5 separate regions of the Mus musculus genome follow, and regions 1, 2, 4 and 5 are each linked to region 3. Evidence: chromatin contacts called from public HiCAR-type and promoter capture Hi-C data. All regions are on one chromosome and are shown on one strand. Each heading gives the region's core, a stretch centred on a gene start, on an enhancer-like site or on the middle of the called end of the contact. The rest is flanking DNA. Distances are from core to core; before and after follow the strand shown.

What was found. Promoter capture Hi-C pulls out the DNA fragments that hold promoters and counts their contacts. HiCAR-type assays count read pairs that join an accessible place to other places.
Region 1: a promoter capture Hi-C map of pre-B cells shows a contact between it and region 3, with 4 times the contacts expected there. The contact joins the promoter of A430033K04Rik here to the promoter of Gna12 in region 3. A contact is called at or near these places in 3 of 39 promoter capture datasets (the 3T3-L1 cell line, erythroid cells and pre-B cells).
Region 2: a promoter capture Hi-C map of pre-B cells shows a contact between it and region 3, with 3 times the contacts expected there. The contact joins the promoter of Lamtor4 here to the promoter of Gna12 in region 3.
Region 4: a HiCAR-type map of astrocytes shows a contact between it and region 3, with 2.2 times the contacts expected there. The contact joins the promoter of Actb here to the promoter of Gna12 in region 3. A contact is called at or near these places in 3 of 39 promoter capture datasets (hippocampal neurons, liver and pre-B cells), 3 of 115 datasets of contacts at active chromatin or transcription factors (astrocytes, embryonic forebrain and forebrain) and 1 of 9 other capture datasets (liver).
Region 5: a promoter capture Hi-C map of pre-B cells shows a contact between it and region 3, with 2.8 times the contacts expected there. The contact joins the promoter of Cnpy4 here to the promoter of Gna12 in region 3. A contact is called at or near these places in 2 of 39 promoter capture datasets (the 3T3-L1 cell line and pre-B cells).

Annotation. Positions count from the first base shown.
Region 1 is chr5:138,621,599-138,624,298 of GRCm38.p6, reverse strand. A430033K04Rik (RIKEN cDNA A430033K04 gene) reads right to left here and starts at 1,440. Exons shown (of 4, transcript NM_183025.2): 1 at 1,311-1,440. The coding sequence starts at 1,349.
Region 2 is chr5:138,254,142-138,256,856 of GRCm38.p6, reverse strand. It overlaps Lamtor4 (late endosomal/lysosomal adaptor, MAPK and MTOR activator 4), which reads right to left and starts at 1,375. Exons shown (of 4, transcript NM_001081108.2): 1 at 1,054-1,375; 2 at 524-604. The coding sequence starts at 1,056.
Region 3 is chr5:140,829,114-140,831,813 of GRCm38.p6, reverse strand. Gna12 (guanine nucleotide binding protein, alpha 12) reads left to right here and starts at 1,383. Exons shown (of 4, transcript NM_010302.2): 1 at 1,383-1,820. The coding sequence starts at 1,518.
Region 4 is chr5:142,905,310-142,908,009 of GRCm38.p6, reverse strand. Actb (actin, beta) reads left to right here and starts at 1,256. Exons shown (of 6, transcript NM_007393.5): 1 at 1,256-1,358; 2 at 2,318-2,446; 3 at 2,534-2,700. The coding sequence starts at 2,324.
Region 5 is chr5:138,186,184-138,188,883 of GRCm38.p6, reverse strand. Cnpy4 (canopy FGF signaling regulator 4) reads right to left here and starts at 1,349. Exons shown (of 6, transcript NM_178612.4): 1 at 1,164-1,349. The coding sequence starts at 1,299. Taf6 (TATA-box binding protein associated factor 6) reads left to right here and starts at 1,658. Exons shown (of 15, transcript NM_009315.4): 1 at 1,658-1,714.

The DNA of each region.
Region 1 (2,700 bases), core at 191-2,690, 2.2 Mb after region 3:
GATGTACATGGATCAAAGGATGGTATTGTTAAGAGCAACACAGACATATCAGTATAACAGATAAAAATAGAATTACTAGTTAATTAGAAATTAATTACTATGTAGTAGAAAACACACACACACACAACGAGCAGCACTGGACCTCTTGGCAGCCTTATAGGGCCTTGGCACTTCCATCACACTCTTCCACAGTTCACCCCACATTTCAGGTCTACTCAGTATTGCTAAATACTCCAAGAGACCCGAGACGGGACGATTATAAGCATTTCGGTTCAGGCACTTCAGAAACCTACTACCTGGAAAAGACATGGAGGTGGGGATGAGGACATCTCACAGTTCCTATGGGGGAAGTAGACAAAGGTATTCTCATAAATTGTCCTAGCCTAGAGTGGGGGGGGGGGGGTAGGACAGAAGACACAGTCTTTTTAAAACAAGGACTCAGGGGTTTCTTCTCTACTTTACTCTCTTCACACACAAACATCCTCAGGACTAGAGAGACAGCTCAGCAGTTAAGAGCAATTGCTGCTCTTCCAGGGGACCCGGGGCTTGGTTCCCAGCATCCACATGGGGAAACTCACAGCCTGCTGTAACTTCACTTCAGGGGAATCAATCACACGCCATTTTCTGGCACTGCCCTCATTTGGTGCACTCAGACACACACAGACACACACAGACACACACAAACACACTTAAAAATCAATTTTTCTCGTACCTGGAGGAAAACAAAACTTTTTTTTTTTGAAAAAAATATTGGTTTGAGATTACCATAAGGAAAATATATCATTTGGAATAAATGGGAGGCTTTCAAAAGTGCAGCTGCTCTGCAGAGTACCTGTAGTAAGCCCAGGACCATACAAAATGGGTGAAAGGGGAAATTTTCGTGTTGGGAGTGTGGGCGAGGATGTGGAAGAACAGGTAGTAGACTGCAGTGGAGCTGGCTTAGGTTCTGGGTTTGCGACCCTGTTTCCCATTCATTTGTGAAGTTCGGGCTAGGTGGGCCACGGAGAGAACGAAGGGACTGGGGATTCTAGAAAACATAGTTCCTTTAGTGAATGACCGTCACATTCAGAGACTCTCCCCTGATGATCCACCAAGTCCTCGCCACGCATGATCCGGAGCAAACAGGCAGCCAGAGCAGAGCTGCTCAGAAAAGGCGCCAGAACCCTCAGGTAGAAGGACAGGACGCCCAGGCTCCAGCAACCCCGCAGCCCAGGGGATCCAGATCAGCTGCCCAGGAGGCCTCACCGCAGACCCTGCTCTGCCACAGCGCTTCCCGCACTGTCACCTCCGGGCGCCACACGTACACTCACCATGTCCACTTCTGGGAGCCGCTGGCGTCTTCTCACCATCGCCCAGCACTTACAGCGTCACCGCGCCACCGAAGCTGAGCAACAGCTTCCCTAGCAGCATACAGTGATTCCAATATGGAGGGTCCCAGACAAAGGCTGGTTGACAGCCAAAGCCCGCCCCTACCCTCCGTTTGTGTGTCTGATTGGGCACGTCTTGAGGCTAGGGCCTCTGATTGGACAGAGCTTCAGGTTCTCTGTCCTCTGAAAGACAGTAGTTGGCTCCAGCTCACAGCTGAAGGAGCTCAGGTTAACAGGTTCTTAGCTGCAGCTGTTGGGGACTCTGGCTCCTGTCACGTCTCCAAGTTTGGACTTCTATAGGAGGCCTGACCCTCGGTCTTCTCCAGCTATGGGGTAGCCACGAGTCCTGTCGCGTATATGCACAAAGACTTCAGCCTCTGTTAAAACCTTATGCCTTCAGGTCCATACGCGTTGCTTTTAGCCTGCTAAAGTCCTCTCTGGACCACAGCTCACATTTGCTTTTAATTCTATACATAAAGTCATATGTGATTATGAGTTAAGTATGTGTACATGTGTTTAGTCGAATAAACAAATGGGAAGATGTCCGTTTTCAAAATCATCTCAAAATTTCTGAAATCTGCTCTCATTAGCTTTGCCTTCAAAATGGAAAGAGACTTGTAAAAGTTTTCTTATATTCAGATTAAAAATTGCAGGCAAAGTCAACCTTGGTGGCGCGTGCCTGTATGTACTCCTTAGCACTTGAAAGACAGAGTCAGGGAAATCGCAATCTCAAGTTCAGCTTGGCTACAGGATGAGTTTTATGGCACCTTGGGACGCATATCTAAACCCTGACTTGAAATAAATGAATACACGTGATGTTGATTGCAATGACCCATTGCACCTAAAATATCTTTATAATCTGACCAGTGAAAACTTGATGACTTTTATGTGCTATTGGGACAAGATCTTCAAACGTATTTAGATTCTAGCTTGCCTCCACTCAGAACAGCTACAAAATCCTTTTGAGAGCTATGACTTTCCTGGTCTCAGGAAGTAGAAGGGACTGCTCTATACATATTTTTGTAAGCTCAGCAACATCTAATAAGAGGAGATGGAGATCAGTGTCTATTCGGCACCTTTTGTTAGTCAAGTGACTTGTAAGCAGTATCAAGTCCTCGTAACCTGCTTTTCTCTGTAGTCCAGGGAATGATCTGGGGTTTTGAATAAATGTGTTTACTGAGTATATAGCAAGGAAAAAAAGTAAAAGGATAAATTGCATGTCGTTGATTGACAGAACCAGCAGAGTTTACAATACTCAGTAAGGACAGCTGGAGGAACCTGACTAAGAGAGCTAACAGGCTGGAGAAATGGCTTAAGAACGTTTAAAGTTCTG
Region 2 (2,715 bases), core at 126-2,625, 2.6 Mb after region 3:
TCCTCGAACTTTCACCCCCTGTGGCACCCATACGTGCGTCCCTACAAGAATTTAACAAATAAAAACAAACTACAACTAACTAACTAATTGTATAACTTGGGTAATGGTTTGTTTGTTGTTTTTTGAGGCTGAGTTACATGTAGTCCAGGTTGTGATTGAATTTGATATGTAGCCAAAGATAAGCCTGAACATCTAACCCACTGTTTCCACCTTCCAAGTGCTGGGACTACACTCTGTTTGGTTTTATGCAGTATTGGGATTGAAGAGAAGGCTCTGTGCATGCTAGGCAACTCATTCTCCGTACTAAGCTACCTCCCCAACCTTTTGGTAATTAGCTTTTATACCACATATCCAAATACTACATAAAGCTTACTATATGGCAAGCAAGGAACCACAGAGAAGACAAAAAGAGACAACTTGGAAATATTTGAAGGGATTTCTGGGCTGTGTGTCCCCAAAGGACCCCCCCACACACACACACACACACACCCTCCACCCCACGCTTTGCTTTCCCACAACGCACCGCCAGCACTGCACCTTCGCTCAGCACCAGGTAGCCAAGCTGGTCTGGGATTCGCTCCAGCCCTTGGGTCAGTGCGGAAGTCTAGAGGGTAAAGAGACAAGGAGAATCATGACAGCCTTGCAAACCCATCTCCCTCCTGGATATGAGCCTTCCAAGGCCCTCATAATGGCTTGTAACACTGAGTCTCCATCCACGGTCACTATTGGACCTCTGAGCTCTTCCACTTGTCATGTAGGTGACCCAGGAGGCCTTCCTAGCCCCTCAACCCCTCCTCATGTCCCTTCCCACTCCAGTCCCCTTATGCCCCGCCCCTTGTGCCATCTAGACTACTCCCCCGCTGCAGAACACCCGGTAGCGGAGCCTTCCTTCTCCAGCCCTCCCTGTCGCTTCCCTCCCATCTCTGTTCCCTTTCGGTCCCAGGGTGGACTGGAGGTGACAGTGAAATGCAAGCCATAAGGTGGCAACAGAAGCTCGGAAAACAGGGACGCGGAACCGCAGGCGTGCACACCCGCGCATGCGTCCACACTCACCATCGCAGCCGTAGGTGCAGTGTAAGCAGTCTGCCGGATAGGTAGTTTCCGGCTCCAGGCTCGGGTCAGGTGGTTTCACCAGCTGACTGTAGCCCAGCCCTTCGCTTGAGGATTGGATGGCGGGTATGTCATTATACTTTATCAACCACTGCGGAGCCCCGCTTTCCGAACACATTCGTGGATTGGTTGCATTTCCCCGCCCCTCAGGATTTGCCTGCGAGAGTTGTCCGGAGAGTCGCGGGGCAGTGTCGCCACACGAACGTGCACTGCTTCTATCCTTTGCAATAGGAATATGCATCTGCCGGTGGCTTCCAAGAAGAAAGTAGAACAGTCCGGTGATGTAAGAGGAGTCTTAGGTGTCACTGTTCAACCTGAAAAGAGAAACTAATGTACCAATGTGAAAGACGATGGTTTGGTTTACACGTGAAAAGCTGTTCACGTGTTAACTTTCTGCCTTGAGTATATGTGTTAAGAGTGGATCGGCCCAAATATGGCTATGAATGAGTAAATCAAATTTGCTGTGTACACACAGTAGTGTAAGATCAATACAAGATGATAATGTCCTGACACCAAATGCAGCTTGAGAATCTCCAAAACAAGAGAAAGCAGGCCAGGGAGATGGCTTCAGAGACCACTCAGCCTTCAGAGGCTCAGACCCAACCAAAAGGACGGGTTGTGAAAGGGCAGGTTCATAAGGCTATATATTATGTGGTCCCATCTATGTAAGACGCTTAGCTGTGACTATTGCCGAATGCTTGTAATCCTAGTTTAAAGCCTGAGAGGCCGAGGATTGGGCTGAATAGGGAGTTCAGTGCCAGACTGAGGCCTGAGCTACCTACCAAGATCCTGATTAAAACACATACACTTCTTGCAAATACAGAAAAACTGAAAGCAATTACTAGTTGGTAGTGGGGCAAGAAAAAATAGGAAGTGCTTATTAATGAGGGTATGGCAGGGCATGTGATTTAAGCTTTTTGGAATTCATATTGAAGTCTGCATATCTTTGTGAATGTGCCGAAGTTACTAAGTTGTACACTAAATTAGTGAATTATATCCCCCACCCCATTTATTTTCAGTGCCAAGAAGCAAAGTCAGGGCCTTATGCATACTGGGTGTGGGTCTGTACCCACAGCACTAAACAAAGAAAGTCGTCCACCCCAAATCATCTTGTAGAAGCAGCAGCTAATTAGAGAAAATGAGGCAAGGCTGTAGCTATCGTTTCAAAACTTGCCTAGCATGCATAGGCCCCAGATTCAATCATCATGACCAAAAAATTGAAGTAGGGCTGGCAAAGTGGCTCAGCGGGCAAAGGTGCTTGGCACCATTGCTCTGAAGTGGGTATACAAATATCAACAGCTGCTTTGTACAATCCAGAGAATGGTCTACAGTAGCCACAATTTTTATTTTGAACGAGTGACTTTATAAAGTGAGTGAGAGAGAGAGAGAGAGAGAGAGAGAGAGAAGCACATCAATTTCCATCAAATCAGGTACTCAAGTATCCAAGTATCCAGCCAAAACTACCTGAGGAAGTCCCTTTAAGACAACTACGAACAGACAGAGTTCTGGGCAGAGCAGAGAGTTTCTTCAGGGAAGGCTTCTAAGTAAAAGAACAGAAATCATGAAATTGGGAGCTTACAGACATCCATCCAAAACCAACCTGGA
Region 3 (2,700 bases), core at 134-2,633:
ATGCAATGGCAAACAATAAGAAACCCTGCCTCACACAAGGTGGAAGGCAAGGGCCAACACCAAAGGTTGTCTTCTGTTTGTAATAGAAAGTGGGATATGGAACAGGTACACATATTGAAAAAAAACATTTTGAGACAGAGTCAAGCTTTAGTCCAGGCTGGCCTCAAATTCCATATTTTCCTGTCTCGGGCTCTCTCAATACTGGGATTATATCACACAAGCTTGACCTCCTCTTGCAACATCATCTCTAGCCAAGATGGTGAGAGAGTTACTATGTAGCCCTGGCTGGCTTCAAACTCATCTCAATTCTCTTGCTTCTGTAATGATTCTCCATGCAGCACCAACACCCTTCAGACACCACACTTCAGACCACTATTCCACATCAAACTGCCTGAGTGATTATGACAAACACAGATGTGTGTGTGCGCGCTCGTGCATGTGTGTGCAAGTGTGTGTGTGTGTGTGTGTGTGTGTGCGCGCGCCAGTGCACATACATACAAAGGCCAAGAAGTCGCTCAACTGCCTCCCCTCTGTAACGTTTCAAACAGCTTCTCTCACTGAACCTTAAGCTTATCATTGGGGCTAGGATAGCTGCACAGCAAGTTACTGGAATTGGTCTTATCTTGGGTTTTGAGAGGTGGGGTTACAGGCACAACTGGAAATTTGAACTCATGTCCTCACACTTTCACAGTTCTTTCCCACTGAACCATCTCCCCTTAATCATATTTTAAGAAAGTGCCTAGGGAGACCCATACAATAATTTTGTTTGTTTGTTTTCTCCTTATTTGGGGCCCATGTAACACTCAAAGCAGCTTTTGTTTGAAAATGATGACCCACCCTGCTTCAATGTTTTTGGAAGGAAAACGACTGAGCTTTCTCCCTAAACTTAAGAGCAGGAGGACCTCATCGCTATTTCCCAACTTTGCAGCCACATCTTGGGCTCACAGCCGGACCAACCTGGGAATCAAGGCAGAGAGTCACTCTGTACACCTGGCACTTTTGGCCTCGCCCCATTTCCCACAACTTCCAATCCCAAGCGTAGTTATTGTGACTGACAAACGATCAGAGCACTTCTAATTGGTTGCGAAGGGCTTCAGCTCCTCCTCCTCAATGGCCCCACCTCCCTTTCATTCTGAAAGAAAGAAGTTTGCTCAGCAGTCCAATAAGAAGCTCCCTCATCGAAAAGATCCCGCCTTTTTCGGCACCGGCTCCGCCCCAAGGACCACAGGAGTGCCCGCCTCCTCCAAGGCACGCTTGTCCAGTAAAAAAGCGCGCTGCCCAAGATAGAAGACTTCCCAACCAATAAAAGAGTTTCTGCGCGGCGCCGCCCCGCCCTCCGCGCCTTCCCCTCCGCCCCTCAGCCGGCCCGGCGAGTGAGGGCCTCGGGGCGGCGGCGGCGGACGCAGCCTGAGGGAGCGGCGGGCGGGGCGGCGCCTGGCCCGGCAGGGCCGCGCCGGCTGAGGGGCGTCCATGGCGCGCGGGCCCCAGCGGGGCGCGGCCGCGGCCTGAGGGCGGCCATGTCCGGGGTGGTGCGGACCCTTAGCCGCTGCTTGCTGCCGGCCGAGGCCGGAGCCCGCGAGCGCAGGGCGGGCGCGGCGCGCGACGCGGAGCGCGAGGCCCGACGGCGCAGCCGCGACATCGACGCGCTGCTGGCCCGCGAGCGGCGCGCGGTGCGGCGGCTGGTCAAGATCCTGCTGCTGGGCGCCGGCGAGAGCGGCAAGTCCACCTTCCTCAAGCAGATGCGCATCATCCACGGCCGGGAGTTCGACCAGAAGGCGCTGCTGGAGTTCCGCGACACCATCTTCGACAACATCCTTAAGGTGACGCGCGGCCCCGCCCACACACACCTGGTCCAGGTGGCGCGCGGGCCCCGCCCCCTTTGTTCTCCACGGACCCGCGACCCTGCCACCCGGCGCCCCTCCCTTCCAATAGGGACCTCAAGCAATGCAGTTGGGGTTACTCCCGTGACCTCCCAGGGGCGCGATAGATTTGCAGAGCCCTGGACGCTTGGGGACCGTGGGAATGCAAGCTGGACCACTCTCAGGGACTTGGGTTACAAATAGGGTGTTAGGGCTGGACACGTGGATTGAGGGTCGCCAACTCTCCCTGTCCCTCCAGCATGCAAAGTTTATAGTGTAGGTTGGAGGACATCAGCCTTCGTTTTTTATTTGTAAATGAGAATTGACCATTTTATTCCCCCCACCACACACACACACACACATTATATCATATACCCCAGACTGGCCTTGAACTCACTCTGTAGCTAAGAATGACCTTGAACTCCTGATCCTTTCTCTCCTCAACTTCTCAAATCCTGGAATTACAGAGGAGGAGGGCGCTGTGTCACCATACTTTGTTCGTGTAGTGCTGGGATTGAATCCAGAACTTCATGCGTGCTAGGGAGGACATTACTAACTAGACTAAGTTGCCAGTGTTTGTATTTTTGAGATAGGGAGTCATGAAGCCCAGGCTGGCCTTGCCATGTAGACAAGGCTGACCTTAAACTCCTTATCCTTCTGACCCGTCTCCCCAGTGGTAGGATTACAGGCATGTGCCACCCATACTTTGTTCTTTAAACCTTTTAGTATGGTGATTTAACATACACACCAAGTTAGGTGAGATGTTAGAAGGAGCTTCGAGACACCCACTACCCAGCATTGAAACAAGGGTCAGTTCTGTGCCAATCGTGTTCGTCCCTAA
Region 4 (2,700 bases), core at 7-2,506, 2.1 Mb before region 3:
ACACTTTGTGAGCCAGTGAACACCTACCTATGCATGCACTGAGGCACGGCAGGCCCAGAGCATCTCACCTGAAGCACCCTTCTTGCCTAAATCCAGCTTTCTGTCACACTCTCCCAGAAGGTGCGTGTCCTTCTAAGCTAAGCTGAGGGATCCGGCCCTCAACCCTGACCCCGTGTGTAGCTCTCAGCCAAATAGCTGGCTTGCTAAGTAGAACACTGGTACTTAGGTGAGGGGGACAGGGGCTGCTTCTCTCTGGAGGATTTGGGGCTCCGGTGACCACCAACTTTTCCCTGAGCAGCTTGTCACTCCCAGAATCCCCACGGCTGGCAGATGGACTAGTGCACAACTCAGCTGTGGCTGCACATAATAAATAGAGGATAGATGGTGGGCCCCAGCCCAGCGATGTCTGGCAGTCACCCAGAGACACTAGCTAACGGCCCAGGCTTAGTCTTGCCTGGGTGTGATCAGGCAGTTCTCCAAAAGTGCCTGACTCCATGAGAAGTTTTGTTTGTTCTATTGAGCACAGTTCCTTTCTAGATCCGGGGCAGGGGATATCTGGAGGCATCTTCTTGCAACACCTCCAGTTATTGGACCACTGGGGCTCGCCCTATGCTTGGGATAGGATGGCCTTGAGTCTCTAAGAGGTCAAGATCCATGAAAACCTCTCCAACCAGAGTTCTGCTTCCAAGTTGAACCCCAACACACCTAGCAAATTAGAACCACAGCAGAAGGGGCCCCCCCGGATCTGGCTTTCCGGCTATTGCTAGCAATTGCTAGCAAGGGGGAGTGACTCTCTGTCCATTCAATCCAGGCCCCGCGTGTCCCTCAAACAAGAGGCCACACAAATAGGGTCCGGGCCTCGATGCTGACCCTCATCCACTTAAGTGCTCGATATCCACGTGACATCCACACCCAGAGGGTCCTGGGGTGGTTGGGTGACCCCCAGAATGCAGGCCTAGTAACCGAGACATTGAATGGGGCAGTGTCCACAAGGGCGGAGGCTATTCCTGTACATCTGGGCCTACGGAGCCAGCACCCATCGCCAAAACTCTTCATCCTCTTCCTCAATCTCGCTTTCTCTCTCGCTTTTTTTTTTTTTCTTCTTCTTTTTTTTTTTTTTTTTCAAAAGGAGGGGAGAGGGGGTAAAAAAATGCTGCACTGTGCGGCGAGGCCGGTGAGTGAGCGACGCGGAGCCAATCAGCGCCCGCCGTTCCGAAAGTTGCCTTTTATGGCTCGAGTGGCCGCTGTGGCGTCCTATAAAACCCGGCGGCGCAACGCGCAGCCACTGTCGAGTCGCGTCCACCCGCGAGCACAGCTTCTTTGCAGCTCCTTCGTTGCCGGTCCACACCCGCCACCAGGTAAGCAGGGACGCCGGGCCCAGCGGGCCTTCGCTCTCTCGTGGCTAGTACCTCACTGCAGGGTCCTGAGGATCACTCAGAACGGACACCATGGGCGGGTGGAGGGTGGTGCCGGGCCGCGGAGCGGACACTGGCACAGCCAACTTTACGCCTAGCGTGTAGACTCTTTGCAGCCACATTCCCGCGGTGTAGACACTCGTGGGCCCGCTCCCGCTCGGTGCGTGGGGCTTGGGGACACACTAGGGTCGCGGTGTGGGCATTTGATGAGCCGGTGCGGCTTGCGGGTGTTAAAAGCCGTATTAGGTCCATCTTGAGAGTACACAGTATTGGGAACCAGACGCTACGATCACGCCTCAATGGCCTCTGGGTCTTTGTCCAAACCGGTTTGCCTATTCGGCTTGCCGGGCGGGCGGGCGGGCGGGCGGGCGCGGCAGGGCCGGCTCGGCCGGGTGGGGGCTGGGATGCCACTGCGCGTGCGCTCTCTATCACTGGGCATCGAGGCGCGTGTGCGCTAGGGAGGGAGCTCTTCCTCTCCCCCTCTTCCTAGTTAGCTGCGCGTGCGTATTGAGGCTGGGAGCGCGGCTGCCCGGGGTTGGGCGAGGGCGGGGCCGTTGTCCGGAAGGGGCGGGGTCACAGTGGCACGGGCGCCTTGTTTGCGCTTCCTGCTGGGTGTGGTCGCCTCCCGCGCGCGCACAAGCCGCCCGTCGGCGCAGTGTAGGCGGAGCTTGCGCCCGTTTGGGGAGGGGGCGGAGGTCTGGCTTCCTGCCCTAGGTCCGCCTCCGGGCCAGCGTTTGCCTTTTATGGTAATAATGCGGCCGGTCTGCGCTTCCTTTGTCCCCTGAGCTTGGGCGCGCGCCCCCTGGCGGCTCGAGCCCGCGGCTTGCCGGAAGTGGGCAGGGCGGCAGCGGCTGCTCTTGGCGGCCCCGAGGTGACTATAGCCTTCTTTTGTGTCTTGATAGTTCGCCATGGATGACGATATCGCTGCGCTGGTCGTCGACAACGGCTCCGGCATGTGCAAAGCCGGCTTCGCGGGCGACGATGCTCCCCGGGCTGTATTCCCCTCCATCGTGGGCCGCCCTAGGCACCAGGTAAGTGACCTGTTACTTTGGGAGTGGCAAGCCTGGGGTTTTCTTGGGGATCGATGCCGGTGCTAAGAAGGCTGTTCCCTTCCACAGGGTGTGATGGTGGGAATGGGTCAGAAGGACTCCTATGTGGGTGACGAGGCCCAGAGCAAGAGAGGTATCCTGACCCTGAAGTACCCCATTGAACATGGCATTGTTACCAACTGGGACGACATGGAGAAGATCTGGCACCACACCTTCTACAATGAGCTGCGTGTGGC
Region 5 (2,700 bases), core at 100-2,599, 2.6 Mb after region 3:
CCAGAGTTCCAGGACAGCCAGGGCTACACAGAGAAAACCTGTCTCAAAAAAAAAAAAAAGTGTTTTTACAGCTCTCCCCTCACTCCAAAGTTGGCTTAGGGTCTGGGAAAACAGTTCTGTAAGTAAAGCACTTTTAAGCTTGAGGACCTGAGTTCAGATCCTAAGAACCTCTGCAATGTTAGGTGATGTGGCACACGCTATCCCAGCATTCTGAGGTCAGAACTAGAGACAGGGGGTTCATATAGTTAACTTCTGCCTTTAATCCCAGCAGAGGCAAGTGGATTTCGGAGTTAGAGACCAGTCTGGTCTACAGGCAAGTTCCAGGACAGCCAGAGCTATAAAGAGAAACCCTGTCTCCACCCCCACCCCGACTCAGAAGAGTGGGGACACAGATGCAAAAATAAGTGAGAGATTAGAATCAAGTCATGGGTGTCAATGATAAAAACATGTTGTTGGGTGTAAAGTGAAGCAATAATGAATCCAAAGAAAAAGTTAGAGTTAGGGAGCCACAGGATATTTATTCAGTGACCTGGCTTCCTCCCTGTTGGGGATGGGAGGGGTGGTTGGGGGGAGGGCATTTACTAATGTAGCCAGAGGCCATGCTGCTTGTTGTAAAATCCCTACAGTGCACCCCATCTGCAAAGCCTCACACCGATGGGCAACTTCTAAGTGGTGTGGTGTCTTCATCTTCTCTTTATGAACTTCAGCTGGGGACTTACTCACCTTTAAAACCCCTAAAGGGGGCCATCAGGCCTGTAATTTAAGAGCGTCTCTGCCAGGGCGGGACTCAGTATGCCTATAAGGAATGAGTATTACACCCCACCCATGCAGATTGTCCAGATTTTTAACAAGGAGAGAAACGACTGAGGAAGATGCTCCATAGAGCCAGCGTTACAGGTTCTTGAACTACAATTCCCACAATACATTGGGGCCCAAGCCCGCAAGAAAAACCTAGATCCTTCTGGATGCCACCTGGGAAATGTAGTGCCACCTTAACCCTGCTTTCCCTCCCTTGTTCCCATTCAAGTGTTACCAAGCTCCAACAGAACCTCTTTCAAGACAGTCTAGTGATCCATCTATCCTAGCCCATTTGATTCAGCCTAGAGTTAGAGAGGCAGGAGGTAGATAGGGAGATGTAAATAGCAACTACTCCGTTTCTGTACCTTCGCATTTGCTGGGCAAACGTTCTGTGTCATCTTCCTCCTCTTTTGTCGCCTCAGCCCAAGCACCGTACGCTGCCAGGATGAAAAGCAGTATCTCCAGCCGCACAGGTCCCATGATAAAACGCAGTCCACACATACAACCACCCTTTGCCTTCAGACCAACTTCTGGAAGGCAGCGGGCCCTTTAAATTTAGGCGAAGCCCGCAGCAAGCTTTAAAAAAAAAAAAAAAAAAATCATAGAACGGTCAGCGCATGCTCAGAGCCAGCCCGAAAGTGGGTGGAGCGTGATGGCTCAGTTTTGTGGCGCCTTCTGAAGGTCCTGACAGCTGGGTAATGAAGATACAAATTGAAGTAATTAGAATAGAGTAATATGATCTTTACACATGCACGTAGAATGAAATTTTTATATAATTTCAGACTGTGAAACGATATGGTCTATTTTGACATAGGGAAGAACAGTGATAACTTTTTGGCTTCTGCCAGGACCTACTCCTGTCAGGGGGCGGGGCCAAGATGGCGCCGAGCGCCGGGTGAGCGGCGCTTTGGCAGCGGTGAGAGGCTTTTACTGCTCCCGGTGCTTGGCTGGCGGGGGAAAGTCTGAGGTGTATCCGTGAGGAGACCCTTTGAAAGGGCCCATGTGAGGACTGGGAAGAAGACGGTTGGTTGTGTGTCCGTGCTCGTGGGGACCCTGTGCGTGACTGCACTGGAAGGATGGTGGGGCGATGTAGTGGCTTGTGAACCTCCTGTAGCGCTGCCCGGGTAATCTTCGAATCACTTCCCTAGCTGAGAAAAATGATGTAAAGATATAGCTCAAGTTATCCCTTCTCTAAGAAGTCTTCCTGTCGCTTCCACTGATCTGAGAAACTCCCGAGGCTGCTAGAGTGTTTTATGAAACCTTAGTGGCAAGGGTACCACCACAGAGGACTGGGACCCGACCAGGTACAGAGTATGTGCTGAATAATTGTATTTCCTGTAGACAAGATTTAACAAAAGTCTGAGAAGACTTGGAATGAAAAGAACCAGTCCCTAGCACTCAGTTCTGAACACTCTTGAGGTTGGTTTCATGTCCAGTGTCAGGCAAGCTCCTTTCCTTTTAACCACAGAGTAAACTCCAAGCTTGAGTCTGTGTCTTTTTCATTTTGGTAATTGTTATACCAAGTATTTAGTGAACACTTACACCTTATTCATGCTGGGCAGTGGTGGCTCACGCCTTTAATCCCAGCACTTGGGAGGCAGAGGCGGGCGGATTTCTGAGTTCTAGACCAGCCTGGTCTACAAAGTTAGTTCCAGGACAGCCAGAGCTATACAGAGAAACCCTGTCTCGAAAAACCAAAAAAAGGAAAGAAAAAAAGAAAAAAAAAGACTTATTCATATATTTAACAATGCCCTAGGCACCAGATAGGTCAGTGAACATAACAGACATATTCTTGTTTACTGGTGGGGTAAGGATAATAAACAAGAAGAAATAATAGCCAGGCTTGGTGGTAAACAGCTGTAAAAGGCAGGAGGCTCTCCAAATCAAGACCACGGGATGAAT